Regions from separate parts of the Oncorhynchus kisutch genome. Here region 1 is linked to region 2. A link is a contact called in public Hi-C data. All regions are on one chromosome and are shown on one strand. The core of a region is the stretch at or near the end of the contact, and the rest is flanking DNA. Distances in the headings are between cores, read along the strand shown. Region 1 holds the start of LOC109864824 (alpha-1,3-mannosyl-glycoprotein 4-beta-N-acetylglucosaminyltransferase B). Region 2 holds the start of LOC109864822 (calnexin-like).

Region 1 (6,325 bases), core at 147-2,646, 180 kb before region 2:
TCTTGATGAGTAATTGTCACTTTAGCAATAATGGTAGGGAAAAGGCGCAAGGTCATGGCTATAAGGGATTCTCCTAACCTGCTACGTTAATTATTCTAACATTCTGTGTAAATTCTCCAACCCTGCTGCTACGAAAAGTCAAATCAGACAAAAAATGTAATCCGTCTAGTCAAAACCAAGACGTACGTAAAGTAGTAAATGAGCCACGTGTAAAGTTTTTCTTTCACCGCTAGGTGATAGCATTTCTCCACGAACCATGTGCCTAGTCTACTACATGGTGCAAGGCAGGGACCTATTAAAATTTGAAGATATTCCTGAGAAGTTCCTGCACATCTTGTTGTAGTTTTGCCTTCTTTTCCTGGCAAATTATTTATGTTAAAAATGGTATTGTCTGTCACTTACATTTTTTAAATTTAGGAGACCCTCTTATCCAGAGCGATTTACAGTACGTAGTAGTTAGTGCATACATTTTCCGTACTGGTCCCCTGGGTTAATCTCAACCACAACATTGGTGTTGCAAACTCCACGCTCTACCAACTGAGCCACACGGGGCCATTTTCATTGGAATAACCTCTATGGATATAATTTCACTTGCTGACATTATTCCTGTATTATGATTAATTTTATGGCACATTTATCAAAACAAAAAAAAGTTGACTGACAAGAAAGTGTCTTGTTGGATAGGGGCGGCAGGTAGCCTAGCGGTTAGAGCGTTGGACCGAAAGCTGACAAGGTAAACATCTGGCGTTCTGCCCCTGAACAAGGAAGTTAAACCCACTGTTTCTAGTCTGTCATTGAAAATAAGAATTTGTTCGTATCTGACTTGCCTAGTTAAGTAAAAAATAGTTTGAAAAATATGTTTTCTTTAAGTAAAAAACAGACTACCTGTTTATTGTTTTTCAATTCGACAGTAGTAGTGAGTATGTTTGCAGCTTGTTTGCAGAGCGACTGACATCTGTAAACAGTTTGCGCAATGGTTTGTTAATTTGGCTAATTAGTGCAGCCTATAAAACATGTGTGTTCCGGCCAGATGTGGAGAGAAATGCACTGCTCATTCGGACCCCAAATTTGAATTAGGTTTATTATTCAACGAAAAGGTGTTTAATTGACAGCCCGCTTCTAGGTAGGCTAAATAACCCATATGGATTTGGGCACATGGTTTGCCTTTCCACGTTATAGCAGAAGTAAAATAAAATTTAAAGCACTGTCAAATGTTTCAACCAAGTGAGGCTATTTCATTCTTGCCTCTTGGTGCTGCACTTGCGATCCACTTGCATGTCAGGCTCAGTATCCGAATGGATGAAGAAGCACTTGTAAGCTACCTCGGGCACTTACGCCTACGTCATTAAATTAAATGAGCGGAACATGAACATCAACCTGGAGCTGCTGCCTTTCACATTTCCCAACGCCCACTTGCAACACTGTACTTGCAACACTGTATGGTATCTCTTTAACCACTCCGCTCTGACTCGAGGAGAGAGAGAAAAAATATCCCCCCCCTTTTCTGGCAACCCTTCCTGGTGAGCATTGCATGCTTGTGCGACTGAGTAGTCTACCGGAGAGCAGAGCGCCGCGCAATAACAAACCCAGTCCTCCGCTCCGAATGCCAGGCGTAAAGAGGCATTTATCTCCTGGAAGCACCGCAAACGAGCAGAGAGAGCCCAGATACCCCGCACTCGGTTCGGACATGAGCCCGGGGATCCGGAGATGAGGCTCCGAAATGGCACCTTCCTAACGGTCGTATTGTTTGGTCTATGCGGACTCATTTCGCTCTCCTGGTACACGGCATTCAGCAATTCCAAAGGTAAGGTAGCCGCTATAACGCACCACGCGGCGGGGGTGGGTTGAGGCGTCTGCTATCAGAGACCCGAGCCTACACAAAATATCGGTCTGATATCGTGTAGCGTTCACTTGCGTTTGTGTGTTTGGAAATAAGCTGCTGGTGTTGGTGTGTGATATTGGCATGTTGTTATCCTTCGACCGTGAAGAATAGGATAGAGTTTTCACCGGGTGGTACGGTCAGACCCTCTACCTTTGTCACGCATTTTCCCTGCAGCTTTTGCTTACATTGAGCAGGTTATGTTGATAAATACATAATTCTAAAGGCCCCCAGGACGAGCGTTTTTATATTCATCAGCCTGCGCTTGCAGAGTGATATCTGGTATATTTCCCACTGTATAAACACAGCGTTGACATTATGAATCCGATTGTGCAAAGCGCGCATCTCAGGCATCAAGATTGAAACAAAGTAGCTGTAGATTATTCATGCTGATCCAATGTTTCTGTGTAGCTCTGGCTTTTAGAAAGGGTTCTCCCTGCAGACGTTTGCAACATTCGGCCACTTCAGCATCTAACGTTCTGGAATCGAATTGACTGGTGGTTGAACTTGCAAAATTCTACCTCTGCAACCTGCAAGGTGGCTGTGGATTGTGCATGCATGGATGGATTTTTTTCCCTTTGTTTGTACATTTTATAGAGCTTTGTGGGCTTTGAAGTTGTTGTGCAAGGGGACCTGCCCTTCCTAGGTTGATACTTCCCTCAAAGTGCTGGCTGTTATAGTTATTGACAGTTCACACACATGTCTTTTATGGACCCCCTATGGCTTTGACAGCCTTACACTCCCCTTTGGTCCCTGCCAAATGTTCTCTACACTGAGAGGCTATAACAAACCAAATCACAACTATGTATGCATTCCTCTTCAGCGATTATTAGTCATCGAACTCTGCATAGAAGTACCTTGATAAAGGCTGTTCAACTAAATAGGGACGTGAAAGCCACTGTCTCTCACAATGTTGTTGGGAACTTTAATGCATGATGTCATGATTATCTGTTTTTGTAATGATGAAAAATGTCTTGTAAAAATGTTGAAGAAAAAAAGAAAACATGTCACGAGGCCAATTCCCATAAGATTAGTACGATAGATCTGAAATCCAGCCGTTTCTCCCTGTTATAGTGCGGTGGCAAAATTCCCTGGACGTTGGTGCAACATTTCAGAGAAACCTGATAGGGTAATGACTCATGTCTATTTCTAGTTGGTTTCCCTCCAATGGAATCAACCCTTTAAAAAGCTTGAGATGATGCTTCTCGGGAGCTAACACAACATTAGCACCATCGTGGAAGTGCACCTGCACTGTGTTTACACCAGAGCTTGAGCTGGATGCAAGTTCATTATCTAATAATAGCAGTCCTAATATAACAGTTAGATAATTGATCCTGGGGGTCTTTACACTTTCCTGATTGCTATGTTTAGGTTGTGCTACAGAGAGGATATGTTGGGCACAGAGAGTGAAGCATAGACTATAATGTGATGAAAGATGCATTCTGAAATCAATCAACTCAAACAAATTCCCTGTGTCATATCAAAATAATGACATACCTTCCCCAACAACTCTTCGATCACAAGGGGCAGGCAAGGAGTGGGAAGGTTGTGTGTGCAGTGTAGCTTATTAAGACTGTTAACATGCCTTATATTCTGAGTTAATTGTGGAGAAACTGCGTCTCCTCCCTTCCTCTCTGCCTCCCCCCATGTTTCCTGTCAAGATATCATGCTCCTCATTATCACCATGTTTTCCTGTGGAAGGCCATATTTATGTCTCGTGCATCCTGTCTACAGTCATGTGTTGTTGACTGGGGTATGTGACTGAAATTGACTCCTGGATGGCAATTAACTTGGGAGCGAAACAGGGAGAGATTGCACCGCTGTGTGTGTCAGTAAGTGTCTCGATGCGCTCCTCCGAGCCAGACAGCACTTGGGCAAATTAATTCAGTCAAGCAAACAGCTAAACATGATTTCAGAAGCTTGTTTGATACATTTATTTCGCTGAGGGCTGTTTCAATCTATCTGTGCTTGCTGATTAACACTGCACTGAACCTTGCCACTCGTCAGATATCAATTTAATATCAACAGTGTCAGATAAGTCAATGTTTCCCAGGAATGAATGACTGGATTGAATAAGAAATTATTATTGATTACAATTATTGATACACAAATGCAGGTCAGTGAGTAAGTGAACAAATTATGTAATGGGTGGAAGAATGACTGAACATGAAGCCACAGGTTTCTCTATATACAACCCTAAACTAATTCAGTACATCTGAATTCTCGTGAACAGACCTTTATCTTAAGCTTTTTCTTTTTGAAACACTAATTCTCTGTTTAGTTCCTCAAAGTGACTTTCTCTCTGATGCGACTTGGCCTACGGAATTCCCTGGAGCACGATGACTCTTGGGAGATGTGAAAGTTGGTTTGTCACTGATAGGCCACCACACAAACACACAGTCTTGTACAACTAACCTTGTGGGGACACACAATTCAGTCCCATTCAAAATCCTATTTCCCCTAACCCATACCTTAACCCTAAAACCAACCCTAGCTCCTAACCCTTAACTTAATTCTAATCCTAACACTAATTCTAACCTTAATTGTGGTGTGGTGTGTAGGGACAAATGCTCGCTGCCTGCTAGACCTTTTTTTTGCTCTCTCATGCTCTGTTTCACTTTTGATTGAGCTTTTGTTGTGGTTTTGTATAGGCTATTCTAATGTGGTCTCCAAACAGAATGTTGTAGAAAACAGAGACTGGTCTTATCAGGTAGCTCGCTAGTCAGTGTCGTTTTCCAAGCTGTAGTACACCCATAATGTGTGCTCTGTGGATATTCATACTTGTCTTTGTCCACGCTTCAGTACACAAAGAAGACTGGTGATTCTGAGAGCAATGGAACTTTGGATTGATCCTTTGTTCTTTTGTCCTCTACTCTTTCTCTCCCTCGTTCCAGTGGGATGCGTAGAGGCAGGTATCATGTTGCTCTGTACGTCTGAGGAAACATTGATAGTCCTCCACTGCGTTCAGAAGTCCCACACCGAGACCATGGCTAGATATGAGGGGAAACATGAGCCTGTGTGTGTGGACACAAACACCACCAAGCAGGGAGAGACCGGGGTCTTCTTTTGGGAAACTGGGTAACCCAAGGATGTCGGTCAGTTTCATCAATACTGGGACAACGGCTTGCTAAAGAGCTTTGTGTGTGTGTGTGTGTGTGTTAGCGAGCTTCCAAATAAAAATGCCTTTGATACAGCATCCTATCTTTCAAGTATTCAGTGTGGTTTCATGTGTTAGAAGTTCTTTGAAGAAAAATAATGATTGAATGAAAAGAGAGGAAAAAAACACCTGTTGTGGAGGAGAACTAGACTGTTCTTTTGTGTGGGATGTTAAGTTGAACACGCAAATCAGTGGAAGGTGGATCAGGTAGCATCTAGTTAAATGTTTCAATAAATGCGTGTCGGGAAGCAGTTGTAGATGGTTAAATATAATGCAAAGGTGAGAGGATGACTATTGCCAAACATGACTAATGACAGGGTCTGTTCTCTTCCCACCTGGTCTCCAAGGAGACCAACCACAGGTCTTTACAATAAGGGGTAGAACTGCATTTTCTGTTGCATGTTTGGTGAGAGAACAGATACTGGTGAGGTAGGCTTTGTGTTCTCTAGTCTAGGAGTCACGTGAAGGTTGATCTTGTGGGTTCTAGCATACGGTGTAAATGTACAACTTTCTATCTCCTTCATAATGACCTGCAATGGTCTTACACACTCAATCACAAACACGTCTTACACTTTGTCTGTGTTTGGCTTACCACACATAAGTGGCATTATTTACTGACAACGCTGGCAAGGATGTAGTTGGCAGCAGCTGGCACAACCAGCATGCCCTCTGCCCTGCCCCTAATCCACAGCCTGCCCACAGCAGGGCACAGAGAGCCAGACAAGGGGGGGAAGGGGACTGTATACAAAATGTATGTGTGTGTGTACTGAATGGCTAGTATCACCCTCATGTCAGTCCATGCCTAATTTAGTTCCACTACCTCTAGTGAGCGTGCTAAAATTCACACTAGGCAGCTTGACTGTGAATATTGCTGTCCCAAGAGTTGTATATCTTACTGTATTGACTTGGAAGTAGAATGCTGTCCCATGAGTTGTAGATCTTACTGTTTTGACTTAGAAGCAGGTTAGAGTGAATTCTACCCTTTGGTAGGTTGTCCAGGTTTTGGTTTTGCCACACACTGCCACACTCACAGTTGCTCTTCCCCTGTCAAACAGCCCAAAGGCATGTGTGTGTGTGTGTGTGTGTGTGTCAGCCATCCATGTCCCCAACCCCTGACTTGTATGCAAACTGAGGTAACCTTGACAATAACTCTGGCCTTGCGGGGGTGGGTGGCCCTATATACACACACACACACACACACAGAGAGAGAGAGAGTCTGACGCTGGGGGCCGTTGTCATGAGGCTAGCCATAAAAGCATGCCCTATGAATGGGTTTAAACTACACGCAG
Region 2 (6,931 bases), core at 1,654-4,153:
GTATTCCCAGTAGGCAGGATCTACCGCACACTCATCACTGATTTGTGAAGGTGCTGGAGGCAAAAGGCAAAACTGGAGAAGCAGGAAATAGTCTCCGCACACAAAAATGTATTTAATTGTGGCTGAGCTTTCGGGCAGTCGATCAAATGTATTCAGAAAATACCTATGTATGTGGATATAGGCCTAATATGCATATTTATGTAACACAATCATATGAATGATCTCTATTATGTGTGTTGATATGTATTTACAGTGAGTGTCCACAAAAGTAAGTCAGAAAAGTAGCCTAGGCCTATACAGTGTAGATGGAAATAGAACTTTAGCCAGAAAGTACACACATGTCTAATGTTTGAATAAAATATCTTTATATGGTCAATTCTAAAGCCAGAAGTCAATGTAGGCACATTATGATTATGGTTCCTACATCTGTTTGAGATTTATTTCATGAACCATCTTCCCTAACATTGTTTTTTCCCCTTCTCCGCCTATCAATTTGCCTTAATGTGACATGAAGTTAACCAGGTTGTGGGGATAAATCAATGTAAGGCAAGGCCAGACACAAGCTACTCAATTGCATTAGCTAGGGAACTGGAAAAGACAGCGGCCTCCATAATACAGGAAACATATCTGATTTACAGGAAACATATCTGTTGGATTTTCTATGTCTGCCACATATCAGATACACAAGGTTAGTTGTAATCCAAGGAGCCACATATCAGATACACACGTGGAGTAATTGTCTGGACTAGTCAGATGTAAGAGAAATATGTAGCTCTAATCAATGCATGAAGAATCATCTTTACTTCTCAGTAGAATCTATGTTTCTCATAATGACCATGAAGAAGTCTAGGAAGGACCCCTCTCTTCCCCTCAAGTGAGGTCTCATGAGAGAGTGAAACTGTCCAATATATGACAACCCCTCTCATTCCACATGTTCTGCACTACTACTATAATGAATTGATGGTGGAATTTATTAAAGTACAGTAATTGTCCTGACACCAGACTTATACATCTTCCAAACAGGCTCTGTGACGGCAAGGGCCAAACTCAAGTTCTATGTATTGCTAGATCAAATCAAATCAAATCAAATGTATTTATATAGCCCTTCGTACATCAGCTGATATCTCAAAGTGCTGTACAGAAACCCAGCCTAAAACCCCAAACAGCAAGCAATGCAGGTGGAGAAGCACGTATTTTGCAAAGTATTTTGCAGTTAAAGGGACACATTCATTTGCTTTTGCATACTTGGATCTAAAACACATTCCTTTATCAGAGCCCAACCGAAAAACCATTGAAAGCCCTTGACCGAAATCTAAAGAGTTGTCGGCACAGAACAGGAGTATGGGATTTCAGCCAATACAAGTGTACTGACAGAGAAATTCAACTTGGGGACTTAACTCAGAAGCAAGGCCGCTTTTCTATCGAATACAGAATGCAACATTGATTCTGATTCTGCTCAATGTTAAACACAGTTTCTCAGCAACAACTGACCTAAACTTGTTTTCCATTTATTGGGGTGTGCACTCCAGTAAACAAGCTGTTTTAGGAGCCCCTTCGTTGCTATCGGTATGGCCACTATACAGTAGCAGGTGCGTGGGTGCATTAAGTCAATGTAGGGCTATGGATAGAAAAATCTGAACTGTACCCAATGAGCTAAGAAGGAGAAAGAGTTTTCTTTTCTTGTAAGGTGCACTGGAATGCATTGCTATTATATGTTGTATTTTGTATAATTTAGATAAACTATATTTAATGATGTTATCTATCCATTCTGTGAATTGTAATAAAGACGGAATTTCAATTGACATGGGTTTGTTTTTGTTTCAAGTTATTTGCTCTGGTCAATTCAATAAAAATCTGAGTAATCTCGTGTGAATTAGTCTGCTTTTGTGAAAGGTAGGCTACGCTACTTTTGTGGTACCAAATCACATGTACATGGGTCACATTCCTTGCATATTTCATTAATGGACCATGTGACTGCAAAGTCCCATTGATATTTTGACACCATAGGCTTTGGTGCTCGGTAGAATGCAAGTGAGCCTATGTGTAGCTATGACATTGGGCTAGATAGATTTGGAGTGCCCGTTTTCTGCTATTCAACTTTGAAAGGCAATGTCCACATTTACTGTAAACGCTGCATAAACTATGTCGGCTCAATCGGAAATTACTTTTAGAAATGTCCATTGAGCTATAGTTCCTTCCGCAGGTCGGATTGAATGCATCTCTAGGCCATAAGGTTTTGTGATAATATTGTAGGGTAGGCTATTTGATATTTTCATTTAGCAGCATACAGTCAGGGTACTTCAGAAAACAGGATGTATAGAACACAGCATTCATTTTCAAACATGATCATCCATACAACATAAAGTGCTTTGAGCACATGTAAAAGCACTACATAAATCCAGTCCATTATTATGGGGTTCAAACACCCCCAAATTTGACCAGGATGGGGGCATGCAATTAGCATTTGTTGTTGTTTATGATCAGAAAAAAAGAACTGTATCCAAATGAATGCATCTATCAACAGGGATGTAATTATATTGTACATTATTGAATAAGCCTACACCATATTCAATAAACCTCACATTCAGAATGATCACATTGGCGCTTTAGGTGATAAATTAATATGCAAAGAGTTTTACTATTTTATTCGAACTTCACAAAGTACATAAATCATTAATTGATCATAAACTACAACAATCATCAATCATTTTCGCTGCTGCAAATTTATATTTGAGCCTTGTCTGACTATAACCAATCGGCATGCATTTCCTCTTAGAGCTGGACAAATCATCGCCGTCCACGAGGTTGAGATTGGGGGCGGAGACCATTCATTGTGATGAGCGTGTAGTACAAGCAATCAAATTCCTATAATTCCCGGAAAATATCAGCGTTTTCAAGTTGGCAACCAATCAGCAAGTGGAGAAGGTGGAGCTACTAATCCAGTATGCATGCCCCAAAGCCACACGTGATCCGGCTGTAGTTCCAAGTGGTCACATCGGAATCAGGAGGTAAGTAATGACGAACAAATATCACTTCTTACAAACATAAGTCGCTAAATTATAATGTCAGTCTAAATTGACATAGGATGTTCAGCTGTTTGCATACAGGCCAGTATCGTTTAATTGCAATACTGAATAAGATCAAGAACCCATGCGTGGTCTTAGCATAGACTGGCTAGCTGACGGCCAGCTAGCAAGCTAATTTAGCCTAGTTAGCAATTAAGATAACAAATTAATGTAATTATTCCGTTTATTGTCATGTAACACCGTCAGTTGCACACTTTGCCCGTGTGTTCATTTTGCCGACATTTTGTGTAAGACAAGTTGGACAGGCTAACGTTACCAAACTTGCCTACATGGGAGGCATCGAACGTGGATAGCAAGCGATACCAGCCTCGAGTTAAAAGTAAGGAAAATGACTTATCTATTTGTTACAATAACGTTCCGACATTTTCACAAACTATATTGTAGTTGACTAACACTAAAAATCAGGGGGAAAAAATGTGGTGATGATGCAGCAGTGTCTGTCATGGTGCGAAACCAATATGGCTATTTAAATATCGTACACAAGTAAATGCATGGACTCATGATAAGCATTCTGCCCTAACTATGTAGTTATGTCCTTTTTCGTGTGGTAATTGTAATCGGGTTTCCTGTGTTGGATATAGTGGGTAACATTACCATACTCCCTTCAAAAGGGGGTTATCAAGATGAGTACTATAGCTAGCTACAGATATTATATGTTAAATAATTTCCCTTAGGAGCTACATGAAGCCTGCTTGTAGGAATTGCTACGTGTTTTATAGGAAAACCTTGTTACCCCTGTTCTACCATGGAAACGGGTATTACTGGCAAAGCACTTAGAAGTCTGACCAGTTTTACAAACCCACTTCCGCCACTGAATGAAACCAGAAAGTGCAACGGCTAGATAGAGGTCATACAGCGCCCTCTTGGAAATGTGGCTTTTACAGTTTGCTTATCTAACGGAATTGGTTAGCTTTGGGACACATCAGAAGTCTTGTATTGGTTGGACTCCCTGAGTTGTGCATAGATCTGGTGACCGAAAATAACCATATCACAACATTGCCAGCTTCACCCCTCCCCCAATTTATTTTCTGCCACCAAGGCACATGTATAATTTCTAGGAACTCGACTTACCAGATGTAAATTGAAATGTTAACCTCGCTATGAAATAAATGTCTGAACTGCACCATATTCCTCCTGTGTTTGTAGTGCTTGGTCTAATTGCAGGAATATGGTTCAGTGCGGAGAACAATTGGATTCGGGCGCTTATTTGATAGCGAGGGACACTTCACTTTATTTCTGGTAAATCGAGTTCCTAGAGATTTTACGTATGCCTTTATTGACAGGAAATGTTTTTGGGGGGTGGCTATATTGTGAGGTGGTTATTTTCCGTCGCCACCCACCAGAAGGATGCAGAACTCAGGGTGTCCAACCAATACAGACTCCCGATGTTTCCCAAAGCTAGAATTGGTGTGTCTTATTAAATGGTTAGCTATTGTGAGAAATGTAATTGATATTCTATATAAATCAATTATCTGAATGTGCGTAGGAAGTTGGACATTTGTTGTTATACCTTGTTAAATAGTAACTTCTCAGTTCTCTGGTGGGTAATATTTAAAACAGATCTGTTATGTTTTAAGATTGGACTTTAAGAAGATAATTGCATTTTAAATCCACTCTTGTTGACAATTTAGTAACTAACGTTGAATGGAACAATAGACTGATACACATGCTTTAAAATATAATATTAGCTTTTACATAATCTTCTTACATCTTGCATTATCTTTTTTGAGATGGTCAAGGCCCCGAAAGGCACATGGGGGGGGTGCCTTTGGGTCCTTATCTTATCTGCTTCAACCCAGTGCGCACCCCTTCCCAGATCCCTACAGTATGACCTAGACAGGGCTTCACAGCACAGAGTTGGCTTTCCAGTATCAGATGCTGCATGTTTCTTATCCATGAGAGGACACTCTGTGAAAGCACAGTTCGACATCTTGCACCTTGATGTCTCCTACTTAGATGGTATACACTGAGAGAACCATATGACCTCAGCATTAGAAGACAGCACTGTACAGCGTGAACTGGATGGAATGAATTCAGAAGACTGCCTGACAGATAACACTCTTTGCTGTGTTGCTTGAGCACTGATTGATTAGTCTACAGTCACCTCCCCTCCTACAGTGCCTTGCGAAAGTATTCGGCCCCCTTGAACTTTGCGACCTTTTGCCACATTTCAGGCTTCAAACATAAAGATATAAAACTGCATTTTTTTGTGAAGAATCAACAACAAGTGGGACACAATCATGAAGTGGAACGACATTTATTGGATATTTCAAACTTTTTAAACAAATAAAAAACTGAAAAATTGGGCGTGCAAAATTATTCAGCCCCCTAAAGTTAATACTTTGTAGCGCCACCTTTTGCTGCGATTACAGCTGTAAGTCGCTTGGGGTATGTCTATCAGTTTTGCACATCGAGAGACTGAAATGTTTTCCCATTCCTCCTTGCAAAACAGCTCGAGCTCAGTGAGGTTGGATGGAGAGCATTTGTGAACAGCAGTTTTCAGTTCTTTCCACAGATTCTCGATTGGATTCAGGTCTGGACTTTGACTTGGCCATTCTAACACCTGGATATGTTTATTTTTGAACCATTCCATTGTAGATTTTGCTTTATGTTTTGGATCATTGTCTTGTTGGAAGACAAATCACCATCCCAGTCTCAGGTCTTTTGCAGACTCCATCAGGTTTTCTTCCAGAATGGTCCTGTATTTGGCTCCATCCATCTTCCCATCAATTTTAACCATCTTCCCTGTCCCTGCTGAAGAAAAGCAGGCCCAAACCATGATGCTGCCACCACCATGTTTGACAGTGGGGATGGTGTGTTCAGGGTGATGAGCTGTGTTGCTTTTACGCCAAACATAACGTTTTGCATTGTTGCCAAAGTTCAATTTTGGTTTCATCTGACCAGAGCACCTTCTTCCACATGTTCGGTGTCTCCCAGGTGGCTTGTGGCAAACTTTAAACGACACTTTTTATGGATATCTTTAAGAAATGGCTTTCTTCTTGCCACTCTTCCATAAAGGCCAGATTTGTGCAATATACGACTGATTGTTGTCCTATGGACAGTCTCCCACCTCAGCTGTAGATCTCTGCAGTTCATCCAGAGTGATCATGGGCCTCTTGGCTGCATCTCTGATCAGTCTTCTCCTTGTATGAGCTGAAAGTTTAGAGGGACGGCCAGGTCTTGGTAGATTTGCAGTGGTCTGATACTCCTTCCATTTCAATATTATCGCTTGCACAGTGCTCCTTGGGATGTTTAAAGCTTGGGAAATCTTTTTGTATCCAAATCCGGCTTTAAACTTCTTCACAACAGTATCTCGGACCTGCCTGGTGTGTTCCTTGGTCTTCATGATGCTCTCTGCGCTTTTAACGGACCTCTGAGACTATCACAGTGCAGGTGCATTTATACGGAGACTTGATTGTATTTATCATCATTAGTCATTTAGGTCAACATTGGATCATTCAGAGATCCTCACTGAACTTCTGGAGAGAGTTTGCTGCACTGAAAGTAAAGGGGCTGAATAATTTTGCACCTCCAATTTTTCAGTTTTTGATTTGTTAAAAAAGTTTGAAATATCCAATAAATGTCGTTCCACTTCATGATTGTGTCCCACTTGTTGTTGATTCTTCACAAAAAAATACAGTTTTATATCTTTATGTTTGAAGCCTGAAATGTGGCAAAAGGTCGCAAAGTTCAAGGGGGCCGAATACTTTCGCAAGGCACTGTATCGCTCTGCTCTCAAGGACATGTGACCACTGAGGCATGATGTGAATGGGGGAAGGCTGTCCACTTGGCAGCACAACTAGGGTCTCCCCTCCTGTGTGTGTGTGTGTGTGTGTGTGGTGTTT

The links. A called contact is a pair of places that touch in the nucleus more often than the background predicts.
Region 1: a Hi-C map of liver shows a contact between it and region 2, with 9 times the contacts expected there. The contact joins the promoter of LOC109864824 here to the promoter of LOC109864822 in region 2. A contact is called at or near these places in 2 of 2 Hi-C or Micro-C datasets (liver and muscle).

Annotation. Positions count from the first base shown.
Region 1 is chrLG19:40,507,682-40,514,006 of Okis_V2, reverse strand. It overlaps LOC109864824 (alpha-1,3-mannosyl-glycoprotein 4-beta-N-acetylglucosaminyltransferase B), which reads left to right and starts at 1,396. Exons shown (of 15, transcript XM_020452798.2): 1 at 1,396-1,804. The coding sequence starts at 1,708. The region is part of intron 1 of LOC109864825 (sequestosome-1-like); the gene reads right to left.
Region 2 is chrLG19:40,323,694-40,330,624 of Okis_V2, reverse strand. LOC109864822 (calnexin-like) reads left to right here and starts at 2,903. Exons shown (of 14, transcript XM_020452797.2): 1 at 2,903-3,008. It overlaps LOC109864824 (alpha-1,3-mannosyl-glycoprotein 4-beta-N-acetylglucosaminyltransferase B), which reads left to right. Exons shown (of 15, transcript XM_020452798.2): 15 at 1-1,802.